Linked DNA regions of Mus musculus: region 2 is linked to region 1. The links are chromatin contacts, called in public promoter capture Hi-C maps. All regions are on one chromosome and are shown on one strand. The core of a region is the stretch at or near the end of the contact, and the rest is flanking DNA. Distances in the headings are between cores, read along the strand shown.

The links. Promoter capture Hi-C pulls out the DNA fragments that hold promoters and counts their contacts.
Region 2: a contact with region 1 is called in a promoter capture Hi-C map of cranial neural crest, with 4 times the contacts expected there. The contact joins two enhancer-like sites. A contact is called at or near these places in 11 of 39 promoter capture datasets (the 3T3-L1 cell line, 3T3-L1-derived adipocytes, the HPC-7 cell line and 6 more), 1 of 15 datasets of contacts at CTCF or cohesin (the NIH/3T3 cell line), 2 of 484 Hi-C or Micro-C datasets (embryonic stem cells and nephron progenitors) and 3 of 9 other capture datasets (adipose tissue, embryonic stem cells and liver).

The regions. Positions count from the first base shown.
Region 1 is chr16:18,332,216-18,336,147 of GRCm38.p6, forward strand. The region is part of intron 1 of Tango2 (transport and golgi organization 2); the gene reads right to left. Among named protein-coding and RNA genes, the nearest start is that of Mir185, 6.7 kb to the left of the region's middle. Within about 2 kb of position 1,991, at least 13 of the 459 cell types and tissues checked have an H3K27ac peak or open chromatin away from gene starts, as enhancers often do.
Region 2 is chr16:18,553,827-18,557,758 of GRCm38.p6, forward strand. The region is part of intron 7 of Gnb1l (guanine nucleotide binding protein (G protein), beta polypeptide 1-like); the gene reads left to right. Among named protein-coding and RNA genes, the nearest start is that of Tbx1, 31 kb to the right of the region's middle. RefSeq lists an enhancer at 342-3,811. Within about 2 kb of position 1,620, at least 42 of the 459 cell types and tissues checked have an H3K27ac peak or open chromatin away from gene starts, as enhancers often do.

The DNA.
Region 1 (3,932 bases), core at 741-3,240:
CTTAATTAGTGATTGATGGGGGATGCTCCTAGGTTCTGTAAGAAAACAGGCTGAGCCAACTATGGTGAGCAAGCCAGTGAGCAGCATCCCTCCATACCCTCTGCATCAGCTCTGCTTCCAGTTCCTGTCCTGCCTGAGCCCCTGTCCTGACTTCCTTCAGTGGTGACTATGGATGTGGAAGTGTAAGCCAGATAAACCCTTTTCTCCCTGGTTTGCCTTCAGTCCTGGTGTTTCTTTTTCTTTCCTTTTCTTCTTTTTCTTTTCTTTCTTTCTTTTTATTTATTTATTTGGTTTTTCCAGACAGGGTTTCTCTGTATAGCCCTGGCTGTCCTGGAACTCACTCTGTAGACCAGGCTGTCCTCGAACTCAGAAATCCGCCTGCCTCTGCCTCCCAAGTGCTGCGATTAAAGGTGTGCGCCACCACAGCCTGGCCCTGTCTTTTGTCTTTTTTTTTTTTTTTTTTTTTTTTTTTTTGAGACTGGGTTTCTCTGTGTAGCTCTGGCTGTTCTGGGACTCACTCTCAGAACTCAGATCCGCTGCCAAGATTCCCCTAACAGCTCTGGCCACTCTTGCTTGACATACACTTTAAAATATGCTCATGCTCCCTTTCCAATCAAAGTACGTGTTTTTTCACATCTTTCTGTTCTTTTGCCTCTAATCTCACTACAGACCAGGTTAAATTTCCTCTGACAAACTCAACTGTCCATTTTGAGTACAGCCTCAATCAAAATTTCTGGACTCTAACAGACTCCACCGTTGGAAGCCTTGAGGCAGTCTTTGCCACTTGTATTTCTAGCTGCATCCTGCCCGTTCAATTATAACATTCTGGGGCTTCTCTAGCCCACATCTCCAATCTTGTAAATTCACCTTGCAGGACAGTTCCAAAGGTTTAAAAACTTCATGGTCAAATTTAGTTACAAAACAAAGAGTGTACCTTTTCTGGAGAATTTTCTACATTAGTGTCTTTTATTTCACTGTGACAACATCTGAAAGAAACTTGAGGGAGAAAGATTTTGGCTCATAGTTTCTGACCATCATGGCAGGCAGGATATGGTGGAGACCATGACCTAGCCTGTGGCAGAGGCTCCTCATGCCATGGAGAACCAAGAAACACATAGTAGGTAAACCATGGCTGAGTATGATCTACTTTCTTTTTATTTTTTGTTGTTGTTTGTGTTGTTTTGTTTTGTTATTTTTGAGATGGGGGTCTCAACGATGGAATTCACAAATGAGACCATGCTGGCTTCAAACTCACAAAGAACTACTTGCCTTTAACTCCCAAGTGCTGAGATTAAAGGTGTGAGCCACCATGCCCATTTTCAGCAACTAGGCCCCCAAAACTGTGATACCTGCTGGGGAACAAGGAAAACATGAGCCTAATAGGAGACAGTTTGAATTTGAGCTATATAAACACTGAGTATTACAAAGTAGTCAGTCTCACACTTACTTAACATTAGCTTCCTTCTTTTTTAGAATGTTTACAGAAAATTAGAATGCTTTAAGCAGATCCTGGAGGAAATGTGGTCAAAAATTCTCTGGCATGTACAAAGCATATAACCCCCACCCTGTCCTACAGCCTACATGGGAGCTCCTTCATGACCAGGGTCCTGGTACACACTCTGAAGTATGTCCTACTTGCTAGAACATACAGGGGGCTGGTCAATACACAATGAATGGATGGACACCTACACTAAACAGCTCTGTCCATGTCTGAGAACAGCCAAGGTCCTTCAATGCAGACAAGATAACAAAGGAAGGTCTCAGTGTTCTGTGGCGGTCAAGACTTCCAAACCTAAGAGAGTACCCCAACTTTCTCTGAGCTGTCCTTGGCTACAGAGCCTCCCCATCTCTAGCTCTATCACCAGAGTATGGGTAGCTCTGGCAAATAGGTACTGGATCAGGCCCTTTCACTTCCTGTAGGGCCCAGCCCCGATTAAAATAGATACTTGGAGGACACATGTGGCCTCTGTTGGCTGAGGTCCAGGAACAACAGCACTTGGGACCTGGCAGTGCCTCTGCTGACCATGCCAGGAAGATGGGGGGAGGGCACTAGAACTGAACCTCAAAAGGCTGCTTGCTAGTCCCCAGTCACTGGCAAGAAGGAAAACTTTCAGTGTGTTCCATACACAACTGATGTTATTAGGCACACCCGGACCATGCCAGAAGGATGTACAAGATGTAAAGAGAGTCTTCACGTATGAAGCTTAGGACTTCCAGTTTTCTAAGCCTGCTGATGAAAGTCTTCTCAGAATGATGGCTCAGATTCCCTGGTCCAACTAGCCAATTCTAAAAACCAGAAAGTATCTTGCATTTGAGCTATTGTTTTGGTTTTTTAGACAGGGCCTTCCTGTATAGCCCTAGCTGACCTAGAATTTACTATGTAGACCAGTCTAGTCTAAAACTCACAGAGATCTCTCTGCCTCAGCCTCCCAAATATGCCAAGCTGGACAGCAGTGGTGGTACATGCCTTTAATCCCATCATTCAGGCAAAAGATCTCTGAGTTCAAGGTCTACACAATGAAACCTTGTGGTGGTTTGAATAGGTTTGACCCTCATAGATTCATGTATTAGAATGCTTGGTCATAGGGAGTGGCACTATAAGTATGGCCTTGTTGGAGAAAGTGTGTTACTGTGGGACAGGATTTGAGGTCTGATATGCTTAAGCTATACCCAGTGTGGCACGAAGACTTCTGTTGCCTATGGATCAAGACATAGCACTCTCAACTCCTTTGCCAGCATACTGCCTGCATTTTGCCATGCTTCCACCATGATGATAATGGACTGAACCTCTGAAAGCCAGCCAGCTCCAATAAATGTTTCCCTTTACAAGGGGTTGCCATAGTCATACTCTCCCTTCAGAGCAATAAAACTCTATGACATTCCGTCTCAAAACAACAACAAAAGGTGTGTCCCACCCCAAGCTAATCTTAGTACACAGAAAGGATTGGGAAGGACAGTTTTCCAGGAATCCCTGGCCCATTTGCTAATAATGCTTTCTAGAACCATCTCAGTAAGCACTGTCCATTCAGGCGGCCTCAGAGGTTCCACCATCCTTCCTAGAATCCCATTCTCCAGTTGAGATTCCCTCCTTTTTGGTACATCTATGTGCCTGCCTCATGACCTACCTACCACACCCTTCCTTCAGCTTAGTGGAGCAAACTCTTACATCACAGCAAAATTTCCTTCTTGAAAAAGCAAGCCTTGCCCCTAACCCCAAATTCAAGATATTTGGGGTCATGATCCTACCTAGTACAGTCTCTCTGCTTGTGGCAAGTGGGCTCAGTTCCCCGAATGAAGTCTGCCTACCCTTCTCTGAAAAACTCCAAGAGTCATAAAACTCCTCTGTTTACCCATACTTTGAAGGGAAGATTCTCTTCCCTTTGAGGCCCCATCTGATTGTCTATGGCCATGCTGTTATCTCTAGTCCAGAATTTATCGGTGTTTATCTCTCTCCTTCAGATCTCATGGTGATAAACATGGCAACTATCCCTCCAAATGAAATTCTTCTCTGGACCCAAGGGCCTGCTCTCCCCCCTCAGGACCCTCTCTCCTAACAAAGTTCTTTGAAAGGCTGATCTCATGTCAGCTCCTTCCCACAAACCTTCGTTTTAAGTTGCAACAGCTCTGAACTCGCTATATAGCCAAGACTGACTTGGAACTCCTTTTCCTCCTGCCTTTGAGGCCTGAAATCGCAGGAATATACCACACCTGGCTAAAATTTGCCACCTTTACTACATAAGTTTTGTATCCTGCCTTTTTAAATAACTTTCTTCCTAGCCCAAAGTGAGACCAGACTTGTCTGTTTGGATGATGCAAGGCAGGAGAACAACTGAGCTTCCCAAATGCTTAGCCAATGCCCAGGTGTCTGGTTGAACCATCGGGCCGGTCCCACATTAACACTCCCAAACCCTCAGGCCTGGCAGCATCCCCAG
Region 2 (3,932 bases), core at 370-2,869, 220 kb after region 1:
CTGGTAAGGCAGACTCTGAGCCAGGACTGTCCGTGGGGGGGGTGGGGGGGGTCCAATTTTGCTGGGCACAATGGATTCAGAGTATCTTGTCCACACAGGCAGACTGTCCTTTATGTCTGTCCACCCATCCTTCCTGAGGCATGTGGGTGGGTGGGTAAAGGTAGGGCTTGGTTGATGCCGGATGGCACCCAGGGTCATAAGGGCGTCACTAAACCCAGGGTACAAATCAGGGCCTTATCATGAGGCCATTCTGGGAAAGGGATTGGTTATGGGCAGTGGATAGAGGATCAGTGGAAGTCCTAGAGCAGAAAGAGACTGATGTGGAGTAGAACTATAAGAGAGGCCCAAAAGAGATGACATACCATAGCTTGGGGGCCTGGGAACAATGAAGTGACTAAGTAGGGACAGATCCAGGAGTGCCCTCACTGGGGAGCAGAGACAGCATAGATAACCTGGCCTCCCCACCAGCAGTGCCTAGTAGGAAAAGGAGGTAGGCCCACTGGTAAGGCAGGCTCCTCTGATCCCCAGCTCTAAGCTAAGACCATTCCTGGGGGTCCAGTTGTGCTGGACACATAATGAATTCAGAATAAGACTGCTCTATATGTCAGTCCATCCATCCTTCTCTCAGGGTCTGAGAGACCCACAGGTTCCTTGCTGTGAAGGGAGGGGCCTCCAACCTTCAGAGAAGTCCCTAACCCTCAGAACCATGTGAGCATGTGGAGAAGCACAGTACTCAGCCACCGGGTCTGTGTGTCCTGAGCCCCACCTCACAGGTGCTGAGCCCAACAGGTAAGCTTGGGGCTCCCCTTCACTCGCTGCCTCTGAAGCCTGGAAGAGAGCAGCAGTGTCCCCGTGGGTCCAGCGTCCATCTCCTTAGTGGCTTGACTCTCATCAGCTGGAAGGCAGAGCTATGCAGCTCCTACTCAGGGCCCTGGGGCTGCACCCAGGAGGCAGCCCTTCCAGCCCAGATAGTTGGAATCTCCCAACATGTTTGGGAAACAGCTGCTGGAACTTAAGACTTAATTTATGGGCATGTTCTAGTCCAGAGATGAACTTTTACTCTACTAATGATTTGAAAAGTTAAAGCAGAAGGGGAACTAGGAACTGCAGCCTGGAAGTAGTTGGGGTAAGGTGGGCAGGGCCTGTACACATCAAAGGAGGTGGGGAGCCCCAGCCCCCTGCTGAGCTTGCCTTCCTGCCTGGGAGGGTGAGAATGACTCCGGGTTTGGTGAAGGCTGGGTCCTATTTCGCCCAGAGTCAGGGCCAGTGTTGGCCCTAGAGGCCCAGGGATCCTGGTTCTGTACAGCCCAGGTCTCTGAGAAGGAAGCCTCTGGTAACCTGCAAAGCAAGCTCTTTGAGGTAATTCTTAACACCTGAGGGCCATCGAGGTGGCCTTCAGTCCACAGCATCCTCACTGGTGCCATGGCACGGCACCATGGCCGCCTGCCTGCCTTGGCCCAAGCCCCACTTTGGTGCAGATGTGCCTTCCTCACATCCTCCTGCTAAAGCCTCCGAGGAGCCCAAATCAATCTCCAGCCACTTGGGACGCAGATCCCTGGCTGAGGCGCCCGCAGCCTAGCATGGGTAATCAGAACCAGATGGCGCCGCGCCGAGCATTCCTGCCACCTGAGGTCATGAGTTGTGAGAGCCACTGGTGGCCAGAGATCCTTCTGGAGGGTCCCGAGCCCAGGCCAGAGCTCAGTCAGGGAGACAACCTACCGGAAAGTGCCTGGGGAACCTCGAGCCTGCCTCCCTGAGGTGACTGCTGCTAGCCACCAAGTTTGAGCCTCGGGCGGGCATTGTCAGGTACAGGTGGTGCCCAGGCCCTGCTCCTGCCTCCACATGGAGTAGGGCCCGTAGCCTTGAAGCAGGGACTGATTTACAGCCAATAGTATTTTAGGTCTCTGAGTAATAACAAGGCTCCCCCACTCCAGTGAACCCTGGGCCAGAGCAGCCCAGTTTGCTCAGCAGAAGAAACCCCAGAGTCATCTTGATGTGCAGCAAGACTGCCTGTGCATACTGAAGCAGACATAGGGTTTGCAGCAGGGTTGTGAGCATGCTGCATGCTTGTATTCGTGTGAGGGATATAGGGGCACAGGGCCTGCCCATTCCTCCATGTCCCTGCACTTTCTCACACTCAGGAGCACAGCCCCCGGGTGGGCGCTGGTCTTTGTCCAGTTTAAGTTCCTAGCAGGCTTGCAGTCTCTCACCTCCCTCAATACCCAGTCCTCCAGCCAGGCCGTCTCTACCTCGATGCCATGACCTGTTTCCAGGTGTGCTGGACATGAACTCACTCCTATCCCAGAGGGCCATGGTTGGTCAGAGTTGGCAGATTGGCCCTCTCACATGGTGAACCAGTAGGGAGGTGGGGGAAGTGAATGTGAGAGCTGCCCTCATCCCTGCACACCTCTGCCTCTGAGGATCAGTCAGGGCTCTGGTGGACCTCGCCAGCACAAGGTGTGCTTAGTAGCCAGGTACAGGGTTAAAAGCCACTCTCTTTCTCTGGGAATTGACAGTGTTGATAAGTTCCTGGGACAAGGAGATAGCAAGGAAGTGTCCCTGAGACAAGGCTCTGAGTGGGTTCCAGTGGAGACTCTCTGTGCCCAACAGTCCCCTTTCTACCTCAGCCAAGCCAACATCCCCAGGGAGACAAGGATAAAACAGTGTCAATCCAGTCTGCTGCACAGGTTCTCACCCCACCCCCACCTCCAGTTCTGCAGGACCATAGCACTCCAGTCTTGGGAGGAGCAACTGGTCCTGTCTGCAGGCATGGGTGGGCCCCACATATGTGCTCAGGTGCACCACGCCACAGCATCTGCCCCACATCCTGCCCCGGAGCAGGCTTTGAGTGCAGCCTGTGGGTGGAGCCCAGTGAGGACAGACCATGTAAGAGGGGTGTTGGAGGGTACATGTCAGGGACCAGAGACTGCCCGAGCTCATCCATAGCTGCACTCTACAGCCCTTCTGATGCTTGTGCCTGCACATGGGGGAAGCATTTAACATTAGAACTGGGGCTCTGCTAGGTGTGAGCATCGAAGGTGGACACAATATCCAGGACACACAGGTAGCCTGGCCACAAGAGACAAGCAGAGGGTCAGAGGTCAGGGCCAGTCAACACAGTGGCAGCAGGTCCATGAATTGGAGCCAAGCACTGGAGAAGCAGCTGGAAGGGCAGGGGAGGGCAGAGCAGCAATTAAGCTGGAGGACTGAGCTGCTGGTGGCACTGATTGTGACCCAGACCTGTCATATGTAAGCAGGTCACCTTGGATAGAACTGGGCAGGGAAGCTGTTTCCCATTGCGCAGTGACAGGTTCTTATTGGTTGACATTTCTTCCGCATCTGTTGGGGAAGAACTGGATTGTGAGTGCATGCTAGCTTTTGACATATGTGTTTATTGCCTCTCTCTGACTGACATAGGTTTTCTTTTATTTGTATATGTGTGTTCGTGTGTGTATGTGTGTGTGTGTGTGTGTGTGTGTGTGTGTGTGTTAGTTTGTGCAGGTACATGCTGGCCTCTGGTACCTTCATCAGTCACACTCCACTCTATTATTGTTTAAGATTCATCTTATTTTAAGGTCTGTGTATGTGTATATGAGCAGAGGCCAGAAGAGGGTGTTGGATGTCCTAGAGTTGGAGGTATGGGCAGTTGTGAGCTACCTGACAATGCAGGCACCATCTCTCCAACCTATCCACTCTCACTTTTTGAGAGTCTCTCTTACTGAACCTGGAGCCACCCGTTCACCTAGACTGTCTTCCACCTGGGATTACAGGCAAGCACCATTGCACTGGGCTTTTTATGTGGATGCTGGCAGTCCAAACTCAGGCACACGCTGCCGAAGGAGCTCTCTCCAGCCTTGGGTTTTCTTCTTGACTGTTGATGTAGTAAATGCAATTGTTGCTTTCCCTTTAGTATTAAAGCAGTGAAATAAAGC